2 separate regions of the Mus musculus genome follow, and region 1 is linked to region 2. Evidence: chromatin contacts called from public HiCAR-type data. All regions are on one chromosome and are shown on one strand. Each heading gives the region's core, a stretch centred on a gene start, on an enhancer-like site or on the middle of the called end of the contact. The rest is flanking DNA. Distances are from core to core; before and after follow the strand shown. Region 1 holds the start of Lncppara (long noncoding RNA near Ppara). Region 2 holds the start of Smc1b (structural maintenance of chromosomes 1B).

Region 1 (7,105 bases), core at 3,965-6,464, 570 kb after region 2:
TAGCTCTCCCTGCATCTCCTTTTAGTCTCTCACTATTTCCCAGAATCCTCTCTCTTCCTGCCGGTGTCCCACCCCCTATTTCCTGCCTGAGCTCATTGGCTAGTGTCATTTTTATTGACAGGTGTTACTTATAAGGGATTCTCTCAACACAGTACTGTTGAATGGGGTGGGGACTTGAACCCAGAACCACGTGGCTTCTCACGGAGTAGAGGCCCTTAGGAATTAACAGAGGCCACCACACCGTTTATACTCTAGAGTTATCCGGACAGCTGTAGTTGCACACGTGATAACTGGCGGCACCCACTCTTACCATGTGACCATGTGTTCTCACCATGTGACTGTGGCAGTTCCGTGATAAGGACTCCTCTCAGTTTCCACTCTGTCACAGCCCTGCCCTGGACTCATGTGGACAGTCCCTTTCAGACACCCGAACCTTAGCTGTGTTAGTTGTCATCTCTCCTAGGACCTAGCCTACAACATACAACATAAGATTGTAGTGTCACTGCCCCCCTGGTAGTGTCACTGATCCCCCTGGGCCTCAGACTACCTGCCTGTGAAGTGGGATTGTTCTCCACATAGATGTTTTGCTTAGCATAGATCAATACGAGGCAGCCTGAAGTGGGTCCTATACCCCCAGCTCCGTCCTGTCCCCGGGGGGGGGGGGCAGAGTTTACAACTCTCTCTGCCTCTAGTTTACAACTGGATTCTGAATAAGAGAGAGAATAAGAATGGGAAGGAGCATAAAGGAGGCCAATAACCCCTAGATCCACCTCTCCGTGGGTGGTCACTGAGTTCCTACTGCCCTCTGCCTAGAAAGGCATGGAGAGCAGCCATGGTGAGTGGGCAGTGGGACCGCTGGCTGGCCAGCAGATGAAAAAGGGGCTCTAACTAGATAAATGATGGTGCTTGTTTACAACGTGGCTGAGGCAGGATAGAACGTCTCTAGGGCCATCCTAGCTGGAGCCATCAAGAGTGGGGACCAGGCACAGCCACACACTCGTGAAGTGAGTACTCCTGGGATCCCTGTTGGTGGCCATCTTGGCAACTGATCCCTCAACCTATTGGCCCCAGACAGGACTGCTCTACCTGGACCATCTGTTCTAGGAGCACAGGCTGGCACCTGAGGCCCCTGGCTTGAGGCCTCCCCAGCATGGGCAGATTAGGACATGTCCTGCAGAGAAACTAGGGCAGAGAATTGTAACCCCGAAGCGCACAGGCCTAGGCAGCCTCACATCTGCTACCATTAAGTGTAAGAACTTCAGTGCTCTTTGACAGGCCCACCATGGCCCACCAGGAGCCCCTTGAAGGGAGGTGTGGAAGTTGCTGGAAGCCCTGAGCGTGCTTGGAGCTTCGGCAGGAGGAAGGCTCTGCTGGAAAGAGCCTGTTTGACACACTTTCTCTGACCAGACCATCTCAGGCCTCAGCACAGGGCAGAGCCTTGTTTCCATTTGGGTTCCTCTTCTCTGCCAGACATCCACTGGTCCTACCCTCTGACTCCCATAGGCCTTTGTCTGCCAAGGGCGTCACAAAATGGCCGACATAGCTGACTGGCTGTGTCGGCCATTTTGTAGCTGAATCCAGCCTTGAGGAGAAGGAGACCCCTGCTTCCTGCCTGCCCTGAGTGGCCTGGCCAGAGCCCAGGACCTGCCCCCACAATGTTTGGCTTCGGCCATGGCTGCCCTGGGCTTGGCACAGCCAGCTTTTGGCAAGGCAGCCTGGGAGCCCTGGCCCCTTACCCAGCTCACTTATGCCTTGCTACCCTGCGAGGCTTTATCACCAAGCAGACAGGGAGAGAGAGTGGCCGGACATCACAATCCGGAAAGCCGGCCACTTACACTGTACTTTTAGAGAGGATGTCTTTGGCACGGGCGGGGTCAGCACTGATGGGCCTAGAAATAATGTCTGTATTGTGGCACTGGGTTTCTGAGTGGAGCCGTCAACAAGCACAGATTTGAGTTAGGTCCTCCTGGAGAGGAAAGCCTCGGTCCTCCAAATGCCCCTCATACCCTTGACCTGCCCAAGGACCTTGGGCCTCCCTGGCTGAGCATGGCATAGAATGCCAGGGTTTTACAGTGTCCAGCCAGTCTCCTGGCCGGGGTAGCCTGTGATATCAAGAAGCAGTCCAGGTGCTTGCTAGACGAGGCTGCTTAACTCCCAGACCCACAGGGCCAATGGACCAGACCACCAAGGCTCTGACTACCCCAACACAGTCCCCCACCCCCCACCTCCCTACTCGCTATGTAGTGGCTGCCTGGTTCAGCATCTCGGCTCAGCAGGGATCCACTGTAAGCCCCCTAAGAGCTTCCTGTGCCTGTTCACAAGCTCACAGTCTTCCTCTGCCTTCCCAGAGATCAGAAGCAGCGCGCGTCCCAGAGCGCTACCATAATGATGCCGTCCAGGTCCACAGTACAACCGGCTGCCTTGGTCATTGCCGTAATGACAGTACATTCCAACTTCTCAAGGTAGGACAATCCAGGGCATGCTCTGGGAGGCCAGGAGTGACTGGAAGGCTCTGCTACCCCTGTGTTGGGGGGGGGGTGGAGGGCCCTTAAAAAATGAGGAGATAGCTCCAAGTAAAAATCTTCTTGGGCAGCAGGGGGGGGGGGTTACTCGATGCTATGTAACTGTTCTTCTGCCTGGTCCTGCTATCTCTCCACCAGGGTAGCAAGAAGCCATGTAGAGAGACAAGCTGTCTCATTTAGGAAGTTGGCCCTAAGCTTCTTCCCCTACAGCTTCCAGGCAGAAAACTCTGTCACCCTGAAGTGGTACTTGTTCAGGCCGTGCCCTCCTTCCAGAGACCCAGCAGAACGTTCACAATTTACCGGCCCAGATCAATGCCTTCCCACTGCAGGGCTAGGACAGAGCCTCCTGGGATCCTGGGATATAAGCTTCCTAGAACAGGAAACGGCTCCCAAGGAAGGGCAAGGCCCATGGGGGAGTTGATGAGGGGGGGTGGTTTGTCAGAGAGCAGACAGAGTCCCCATGATGTCACGTCTATAGTCAATTCCCACTCACCCTCCTATGACCCAGATGAGGCTTTGACTGAGAATATCTACAGATGAACACATAGCTTCGTGCTCAGAGCTGGTGACCTGTAGCCTAAATGTCTAGCTCCGAGCTGAGTCCAGGGACCAGGGTCCCTGCACAGTGGCCTTTCCCTACTGTACTCCAGGCCTTCTGTGCTTTGCCCTAGGCATAAGCCAGCAACTTCCTCATGGCTTCTGATCCTGTCCGTATCAGACAGCTATCTCGCTAGCTCTCCAGAGAAGGTCCATGGCCAACTGACTTTGCCTCAGACCCTGTTTCTAGATGGGGAGAGCTAGGCTCAGCTACATGGGCCTCCTCAGCCAGCTGAGACCTTGAATCTTCCTTTTTTTTTTTCTCTCCTGAGTTTTGCTATGGACCCTAGATTGAGGGGTAGGCAAGCCACCAGAGCACTGCAGACCCTGAGCTAAACAGAGCCGAGTGCAGATCGGATCCAGCATGGGACCATCATGAGGTGTGTAAGGCTACAAGAGCCAGGTGGAAGGCATATCAATGCCAGCTCTGGGTGTGACCCTGCGTAACTGGTCCGTGCTTGGAAGAGGGCACCCAAGCCTGTCCAGCACTCTGCCACACACCTGCCAGAGCGTTCCAGTCTGAAGCCAGGGGAGACTCCGCAAAGCCCAGGTCATCTTCACTCAGATGTGATCTTTGTAGTGTCTAGGGGGCTTTTGCATTAACCATTTCTCTAAACCTCGCACAAAGTTACTTGTCTTGATGAATGAGATTCTTGTTCACCCCCTAACATGCCTGTCCTAGCTAGATCCAAGATGGTGCCCACTGGGCATGGCCTGCCCCCTGGCATGTCGACCCATGCCTACCCAGTGAGCGTGCATCTTTTTAACTTTATGGGCCTTGTTCACAAGGAGATCCGCCTTCTGCCCAGCCGGATGCCAACCCCCTCCCGCCGTTCCCAGACTCGCTGTTGGCACGGCCTACTGAGCAGAGACACTGGCCGCTTTATGGGAGAAACCTAATCAGGGAAGCCAAGAGAGGGGGGGTTACTGTGGGGGGGGGTCTGGCTCTTGGTGGCCCCAAGCCAAGCCTGAGGTGACTTCAGGGTGACACTGTCTGTCTGCCTCTCTCCCTCCAGACATCCGCCCAGCCCTGAAAGGGCCACCTGCCTGCCTAGGCCTTTGGCACACCTGTCCTGGCCAGCCTGGCTCCTCCCCCAGGCAGACACTGCAGGACTGGGACAGGACTGAGAGGTGGCGGCTGGCAGATGGCAGGGCGTCTGCTGACTGCTCACTCCCTGCCCGCCCCGCCACTGGCCCTCCTCCAGCCTGTCCCCACTGGGTCCCTGCAGTCTCTTTCAGGACCCCTTCCTTGTTACCCCTTGAGAAAGGAGTCATTTCTGTGGGTCCCAAGCCCCAGGCCCGAGGCCAGGCTGTTTCACAGGTGGGCTTGACACATCGGAACGCTTCCCAAATATGGAACTGGGCCTTTTCCTTCTCCTTCACAAATGGCTCTAGAGATGACCAGAGATCCAGTAAGGGTGACCCTCCCTGAAGTCTTGTGGAACCAGCGTAAGTCCCCCACAGGTAGAGTAGAGCTGCCCTGGAACTGAAGAGACCATGATAGCCATGCCTGCCACCAGAGTGTGGAGAGGCACTGTGAGAGGAATCGGCCTAAGACAGGCACCTGTGGGTCAGCCTCACCAGAGCAGAGCCAGCACCCCCCTGCCCCCCCCCCCCCCCCCGGGGAGCAGGAGCCTTGTGGAAAGAAACAGGAAAAACAGGTCAGCGGTTCCTGGCAGACGGACAGACCAGAGCAAAAGCCAGGAGGTGGGAAGGACCTGGGAGATGGCCAAGGAGGGCAGAGGAGGCTTGCCCAGGGCATTTCGAGGCTTTGTGGGTTGGGGGCAGGGCTGATGGGCGCAGTGGGAAGGATCCGAGAAAGGGTGTCAGCGTGACAGATAGCTCGGCTGTCTTGGGAGCCCATGCGAGGCTGGTAGTCAGGGAGGGGGCTTTCCCACCCTGTGTGTCCTCACCAGACCCTCAGTAGCCAATGGGCTCATCTTCCCATCCTTGAGTCGTGGTTGGGGGAGGGGGGTGTTAACAAGGCCTGCAACAAAGCACTCCGGCTTGACGGACAGAAGTGGGCAGATCCTTGTCTCCATATTCTGTACCCCAGGCTCAGCTCCAGAGCCCTTCAGCTGGCCAGGCTTCTCCCTCACTGTCCCCATGTCCCTGCTTGGCCTTCCTTCTGTCTTACTAATGGCTCTGCCATGATGATTTGGGCCCGAGGGAGGTAGGATAGTGACTTGATTCATGGTGTGAGTCTGTAGTCCAGTGAGCCCTTTCTCTGGGTCTCTGCTCTTTGGGAGAGTTCAAGCCCCATTTGCCCTATGTCCTAGGGAAGTTGCACGCGGGCCACTGGCCACCCACAAAAACACGCTTGCCCACCATGGGTGAAGTTGGAGCATAGTCTCTGACCCACATGCCCAGCACAGGGCTGAGCTTAGAGGCCGTTCCATCCAAGGCTTTGCATGCAAAGTGTCACCAGGCAAAAGGCAGACTGGATGAAAATGCCATTGTGCTATAGGATCTTAAGGAGTGGCCAGGGGAGGCCACCAGGGGCCAGGCTTTCTCCCTTCTGAAGTTGATGATCATTGCTTTTGTTTCTAACCCCCAAGGTGGTCAGGAAGTGGAACCAAGCAGGAAGTTCTGCATGCCTATGGCTTCCCTGTGGTAAGTAGGGCCCCAATGTCCTTCCTCTGGAAAGTAGGGAGACTTGAGAGTAAGGAAGGCTAGGGTCAGAGGCACATCCCTGCCAGTGCTCCAGGACCTGCCCTCAGCTTAGATGTCTTTACCTAGAGGCTTTGTGCTCCCCCCAACCCCTGCCCTCAGTATTGTGCCCCACCCCACCCCCCAGCAATCTACCCCAGATGACACATCTACCCATGATATGATATGGTGACTTTTGACCCCGTATCGGCCTACTTAGACTGGGCATGGCTTAACAGAGGTGCAGTTCCATTCATCACCAGCTCCAAGTGGAAGAGACGTAGCCTCCCAACCTGAGGACAAGGTCACCGAGCCCTGAGAGACCTCTGGGGACCTCAGCATGAGGTCCCTCTCTTTTCTCTGTACCCCGGGCACCATCACTTAATCCCCCCAGTGTGATCCTGCTTCCCCCAGGCCAGGCCACTTGGTATCAATGGAGGATCTGCCAGAAGGTCTTGCCTAGAGAAAGGCCAGATGAGGGAGACAGAGGCACATCTGTTCCCGTGTTGGGCTAAGGCACAGTGCGTGGTGGCCCACTGTCCTTGCTAGAACTAGGGTGCTTGTGTCCTGGTGTTTCTCTACCATAGCTTGGGCTCTGCAAGGCTTCTGTTGCAATGAAGCCCAGATTCAGGGAGGCTCACCAAGTGCAGAAAAGGCGCTTTGGGGCTGACACAGTGGCATACACCGGCCTCCTGCTGCTAAGTAGAGTGGCTGAGAATCCCCAGGGGCCAGCCAAAAGGACCCCACGGAAATGCATGATGGTGCCCAGAGTCAGAGGGGCCAGTCTCGACCTTCCAGCCAGACCTGCCCACGTACTTGTATCCTGACAGCCAAGGGCAGAACCCGAAGTGTTGAGAGACCTGGGGTTGATGTCTGACCTCTTTCCTCCTTCAAAGTGCTTCTGGGGGCGGAGAGGGGGAGGGAGGTGCTGGGCTCAGATGGAGATGACCAATGTGGTCTCTAGCTATTCCACCACATCCGGGCACAGCCTAAGAACCGACGAGATTAACCATGGCCAGTCAAGCCTACAGAGAGGCTAAGCAGTGTGGGACACCCCTCAGCCTTCTCACCTGGGCCACCCATCATAGATAGGATCACCAAAGGGGCCCTTCACCACTCTCTTCCCACGCCTCTTCTGCCTTGCTGCCTCTGCAGGGACCATCCTTGAGGGTATTTGACCTGCCTGTTAGTGAAAGGGTCCAGGCTTGAGGCAGGGGATGGCACCCCAGTGGCTCAGATTTCCTTCTGGGGCTTGGAAGATTAGTGTTTCCTATCATCACAGGCCTGCCCACCACGGGCCAGGCCACACCAGCGCTCTGGGAACCTTGTTCCTAAGC
Region 2 (6,549 bases), core at 2,762-5,261:
TATATTTATAAATAAGCTCATTTACTCAACAAATATTACATACTAAAGGATCTCAGAGAGTTCATATCTTAGAGATATAAACAAAATATTCAAATAAAATAGCATGTGAGAAAGTAGTATCAGAAAGGAGTGAAAACAGGTAGGGCAGTGGTGGCACACGCCTTTAATCCCAGCACTTGGGAAGCAGAGGCAGGTGGATTTCTGAGGCCTAGGTCTACAGAGTGAGTTCCAGGACAGCCAGGGCTACACAGAGAAACCCTGTCTTGAAAAACTAAAAAAAAGAAAGGAGTGAAAAAGATGGAAAAGAAAGATGGTTGGGTTGTTTCTGCATGTGGAGGAAGGTACTGCTTTTTTTTTCTTAGTTTTTCAAGACAGGATTTGGCTTTTCTGGAACTTGATTTGCAGCTCAGGCTGGCCTTGACATCACAGAGATCTCCCTACCACTGCCTCCGAGTATTGCATCACAATGCCCAGCTGGTATTACACTTCTTAATACAGTGAACAAAAGAATTTTTATTAAAATGAAGAATTCTCATTTAAAACATCAAAGGGTAGGTATGGTGACATGGGTAGGTGTGGTGACATGGCCTACAGTTCTAGCTCCTTTAGGAGGATCACTTGAGCTTGTGTTAACAACATACTGAGAACCCTCACAACTAATAAATGTCCAAAAGGAAGTGAGAAAATTGTCCAATGACTACTCCAAATAATAAAATGCAAAAATACTTAAATTATGTTTCTAAATATATATATAATTTAAGTTAGTAATACAGTTTTCACTCTTTAGAAATGTAGTAAAGTCAGACATAACAGTGCATGTGTGCAATGGCTGTACTTTAGAGCCTGAGTAGGATTGTGAGCTAAAGGTCAGCCTGGACTACAAGGCCCTGTCAAGAAAGGGAATAAGGGAAGGAAGGAAGGTGGGAGTATATTTTTTAGTGAAATAGAAACAGCAACAAGAAACAACAATACAATATATACCTACTTTTTATAACTCTATAAAGTTCAAGCATGATATATTTATTACAGATGAGACATAATAGTTTATTAGAGTAACAGAGAATTCATGAATAATAATAAACATGTATTTAAGTGTATATACGCCAAAAATATACATGTAATTATTTACTAACAAGCAAAGAGAAGCTGAGGAAGAAGTCGTATGATGTATCCATGTTAGAGGTAGGCTCCTTCCTTCATCTTAAGCAAGTATCCAAGTATAAAAAATGTTACTTGACAGTAAGAGTATAGAACAAGTGAGTCAGCTTAAGCAAGAGTCTTAACAGGAAATAAAACAGGTATATATATATATATATATATATATATATATATATATATATATACACATATATATATATATGTATATATATATATATATGTATATATATATATATATGTTATATGCTTCTAAGAAAAAGAAATCTTGCTGGGTCTGGTGGCGCACACCTTTAATCCCAGCACTTGGGAGGCAGAGGCAGGTGGATTTCTGAGTTTGAGGCCAGCCTGGTCTACAAATGAGTTCCAGGACAGCCAGGGCTACACAGAGAAACCCTGTCTGGGGGGGCGGGGGGGGGGGAGAAAGAAAGAAAGAAGGAAAGAAAGAAAGAAAGAAAGAAATCTTGTACTCACTATACCAGTGATTAGTAAGTCCCAGACTTCAAAGAGTGAGCAGGCGATCAGACCCTGAACTATAATTTACACACACACACACCCCTCTCTCTCTACCTCGGATAATCCTTGTGAATGTTTTCTCTTCTCCACTGTCCTCTATGTATATAATTGTCACACTTGCAGAAGAAGAAACAGGTTTTCCAGTATGTGCTCCATGAATAAGTTCTTGAATGTTTTTTACTCTTAAATTAGTTGTCTTTTCTCCCATTACAAAACTAAGTGCATCCATTACATTAGATTTTCCTGGAGAAGAAAAGAGTTTTAAAGATTCATTCTTAATGACTGAAAACCTTCTCAGAGCCAAAGAAATCAAACTACCAATAGAAGTGAAATATAACCAATATGCAAGTCTCAGAAATCTTGTCTGGTCACTGTTCAAAATTGATGTGATTAAAAGTCCAAGTAGGTGGTCTGTTTCTTTCATGTAGCTGGGGCAGAGTGGTATGAATGTAAGGATATAAATACATGAATCAAAAATGAATTAATGAATGTAAGGATATAAATACATGAATCAAAAATGAATTAAGTGAATAAAATTAAAACAAACATGAATCTCAGCACTCTCCCATTACTGGATATCACACTAGAGCAAACCATTTAACAACTCTATTTTAGTAATTCCCATTTTATAGAGAAATGATCGCATAAACATTTCAACAGCACACTATACCTCTATACTTAAAAAATTGAAAACGCTAAATGAATCTACAATCTTCTAAAGAATAAGACTGCTAGAATCTTCAGGATTTTTATACTTGGATCAGGGCAAGGGTTCTACAATTTCTTGGTAATAATGGCTCATGGTGCTTAAACTTGGCAAGGCATGACTAGAATTAAATATGTGCTTCCTTCCAGGAGTCTGGAATTTTGGCATGTGCCATCTCCCTGTGCACTGAGTCCATGAGACCTTTGATAGGTGATATTTCAACATGAGAACATACTGCTGAAGGAATTTATCTTTTCCCACTGCTGAGTTTGCTTTGGACTTCTCAACTGTAATGCATAATCACCCCCGAGTAAACAATATGTCAAACACTGAAGGATCTCCTAGCAAATCATTAAACCACAAGGAGATCTTCACCCAATGAGATCTTCACCCAGTGGTAGATTTGCTATATAAGGAATATTAAAGATGAGTCTGTTCTATCAAAACTATAAAACTTTTAAGTGCTCAGACTGCAGACATCTGCAGTGACTGATTTAGGAAAACTATTCTAGAAATTATCGTTGGGGCTCTAAAATTCCCTTTAATTCTTCCTATTAACTATGCTCGGGTTACAAGTGTTTTGTTTTGTTCCAACAAAGGCCAAATCCATTTCATTCTTAGTACTTGCGGTTGTTGGGCTGAGATGGGGGTTGGGGACGGAGATGGGACTACAGGGAAGGAAGGCAGGGGAAGGATGAGAACAGCCAGCAAGGGTTGGTGGCCCAGGATTCGGGGCTCTTGGGTCTAGTCCATTGGGAAACACTGAAACCTCAGGCCAGTGGTCTCCTGGGTCCCATTCTGGTCTACAGTGGGTAAAGGGGAGAGGGGGGTGGGTTTGATGGTGGGTTCTCGTCCCCCAACAACGGGGGGGGGGGCGGTTCAGAGGTCCCTGGATCCCCTCAGATAGGGAGGTGGGGGAGGGTTACAGATAGATGAGCTGGGCTGCCGAAGGGGCTTGGTTCCTTCAGACCAACGGGGGGGGGGGGGGGGGCGTGGGTCCCCTCAGGCCTACAGCAGTCAACAGCAGGGGACTGGGGTGGCTCCATCCCCTCAGGCCAACCAAGGATGGGGTGGGGGATTCAAGGTGACAGCCGGTCCTTGGGTTCCCTTGGGCCTACAGCCGTCAACAGTGGAGTCGGGGCAACAGCGTGGGGGTTGGGGGGGGGCCCTGGGGTGCCTCCGTCTCCTCAGGCCAGCAATGGGCAATGGCTGACCCTGGCTTTCCTCAGGCCAACAGTGAGGGCCCTTGGTCTAACATGGGACCCTGGGTGCCCTAAGGTCTACAGGGGTCCTGGGTCCCCTCGGGACTACAACAGTCACAACGGAGTTGGGGTTTGTGGTTTCGGTCCCGGCAGACCCACAGGAGGCGACAACGGGGGCTGGGGGGTGGCTCGGTCCCCTCAGGTTAACAAGAGCCGAGAGTGGGTCCCTGGGTCCCCTCGGGTCTACAGCGGGCGACAGCGGCCCGTGGATCCCGAGGCCGTGGATTTCTGGGGCGCTGGTTACCGGAGCCGTTGGGGCCAATGATGCAGGTGAACCTCTTGAAAGGGCCGATGACCTGGCGGCCTCGCCACGACTTGAAATTCTCCACGAGCAGCAGCTCAAGGTGCCCCATGGCTGCGCGCCGTGCCTCAGCCGCTTCCTCGTGCTCCCGTGAGGAAAAAAAAAAAAAAAGCGCGGGAAGAAATTCTTTTCGAAGTCTCGCGAGACTGGCGCGGGGGAAGGAGAGCGAGCGAGGCGCCGTTGCTTAGCAACGGAGGTTGGCGTTGCCCGGGGAATTGGATCCCTGCTCCGCTGCGGAAAGCGGACCGCCGGGACAGACTTGCTCTCAAACTTTTGTGGGCGCTGCTTCTCGGCGCTGTAGCTTTGCTTATTTCTGTGGGCTTTTCTTGCCGTGTTTTTTTTTTCCGGATAGCTCCTGAAGCCCAGCCGAGTCCCAGAGCCATGGAGGTAGCGATGTCTAAGGACCTACAACAGGAGGCCAACCTAGCCAAGAAGCGGTACATTGACCTGTGCAGGCAGGGACGGATCTTCGACGCCAGGAACAGGATCATTGGGGTGAGGCACTAGGGACGGGACAGAGAGGAGCCAAGACTTTATATGGAAGCAAAGTTTGGCTGTCTAGATTTGGAAATCCTTACCTTACCAGCAGGAGCCAGTTCTGGGAGCGAGGCATTTGCTTCCTTGCAGGTGACAAATGCTCTGGCTAGCTTGAGTAAGGTCCAGGAGGTGGGTGACCTTGCAGTAGTGAAATAGGCAGACTTTAAAACACAGAAAATGTGGTGGGATCTACACCAGCACTGACTGGAGCCTGGAGGGGAAATCAGAGAGGGCTTCACAGAGTAGTGGTACTTAAACAATGTTGGGAGTGTGTGTATATAGGAAATGAAGGAAGCTCTGGTGACAGCTGACAGCGCAGGCAGAAGACCCAGCCATAAGCAAAGGCTTCCACGTATGGGAAGGGAACCTTTAATGCTGTGGCCAGATGAGAGGGTTCGTGGCCTACTGAATAATGCTAGCTGGCTCTAACCCCTCTTCCCTTGTCCATTCCTAGGGAGACACACAAGCCTGGGATTTTCAAGTCCGTGACCAGAAGATAAAAGAAATAACTGACAAAGCTAGGCATGAAGCCTTTGGTGAGCACTTCTAAAATGCCCAGCTATTTCTTACGGCCTCTAAAATATCAGCTATCTCTTAGGGCCTCATGTCTTCCTCTTACAGCTGAGAAGAACAGACACACACACACACACACACACACACACACACACACACACGTATGAGCACATACACAGAGTTGTTCTTATGGCCTTTTTGTGCTCAGTTAGCTTAATAAGCATATTCTTCCTCTCAAGAAGAAGCAGTTATCGCAGTTACTGGTTTGGTTTTTGGTTTTTTGAGACAGGGTTTCTCTGTGCAGCCCTGGCTGTCCTGGAACTCACTCTGTAGACCAGGCTGGCCTCGAACTCAGAAATCCGCCTGCCTCTGCCTCCCAGGTGCTGGGATTAAAGACATGCGCCACCACTGCCCGGCAGCTTGAATTTTTAATGTACATCTTAGGAGATACATCTTTAAAATATTAGCATCGTTTTGTGTTTTCTTTAAAAAATTTCTTTCTCTCTAAAAAGGAAAGACTTTAAATACATACGTACACATTCTCTGCTTCAAAACTCAAGGCCGACCTTCTACAGAGGACAGCTGTTGGTATCAAGTGACACTTGTGTGCTGGAGCATGCGTGAATGCACACACATGCACGCATACATGCATAATACGCACACGTACACACGCGCTGGCACACAGACACAGACACACGCACACACGTGTGCTCACACGCACAAGCACGCACTCGCACACAGAGTTATCATCTCCACCATCTTTCTTTTAACATTTCCCACTTTGCTGTGCTCAGTTAACTGGATGAGTGTGTTCTTCCTGCCAAGAAAAAGCAGCGTTGAGTGGGAAGTTCTGAGCCACCCGGGGATTTACGTGGTTCAAGTCGCGTTCTAGGTCCTCGATCAGAATTTCAAACACAATCCACTTTTCCTTTCTTGGTTAGCAATTTCACAAGCGATTGAACATTTGTTTGTTTGTTTGTTTGTTTGTTTGTTTTATTAAATACCACAGGGGTTTGTAAATTTGTAAAAGGTGGACATATAAAATTTTAGAGGCGAATGGACTACCAACCTAAGTCTTAGAACATGGTCAGGAAAAGACAAAAATCTGTTGTCTGTGTGATTGTTGGAGGAGTTGGATTATGAGGGAAGTTGCTTTTCTTTTTTTATACTATTATACATTTTCCAAACTTTTCAGTCTTATTTACTTTTATTTATAAAGTAACTCAAACTTATAACACCAATGGTACAGACACCTGCAGCTACCACCAGGTCCGATATCAACATTTGCCATGTTGGCCTCTAGTTTTTTTCCTCTAAGAGTTTGTTCTGAGAACTGTATTGTATATAGCACAAGTGCCCCCCCATTATTATCCCCCACCCCACTTTTTGTTTTGTTTTGTTTTGTTTTGTTTTGTTTTGTTTGAGACAGGGTTTCTCTGTATAGCCCTGGCTGTCCTGGAACTCACTTTGTAGACCAGACTGGCCTCGAACTCAGAAAGACGCCTGCCTCGAGTGCTGGGATTAAAGGCGTGTGCCATCATGCCCGGCACCCCCCACTT

Evidence for each region. HiCAR-type assays count read pairs that join an accessible place to other places.
Region 1: a HiCAR-type map of astrocytes shows a contact between it and region 2, with 2.1 times the contacts expected there. The contact joins the promoter of Lncppara here to the promoter of Smc1b in region 2. A contact is called at or near these places in 2 of 39 promoter capture datasets (cranial neural crest and hippocampal neurons), 1 of 484 Hi-C or Micro-C datasets (nephron progenitors) and 1 of 115 datasets of contacts at active chromatin or transcription factors (astrocytes).

The regions. Positions count from the first base shown.
Region 1 is chr15:85,698,559-85,705,663 of GRCm38.p6, forward strand. Lncppara (long noncoding RNA near Ppara) reads left to right here and starts at 5,215. Exons shown (of 2, transcript NR_110483.1): 1 at 5,215-5,732.
Region 2 is chr15:85,127,946-85,134,494 of GRCm38.p6, forward strand. Smc1b (structural maintenance of chromosomes 1B) reads right to left here and starts at 4,012. Exons shown (of 25, transcript NM_080470.1): 1 at 3,884-4,012; 2 at 1,726-1,914. The coding sequence starts at 3,992. It overlaps Ribc2 (RIB43A domain with coiled-coils 2), which reads left to right and starts at 4,154. Exons shown (of 7, transcript NM_026357.2): 1 at 4,154-4,435; 2 at 4,932-5,013. The coding sequence starts at 4,322.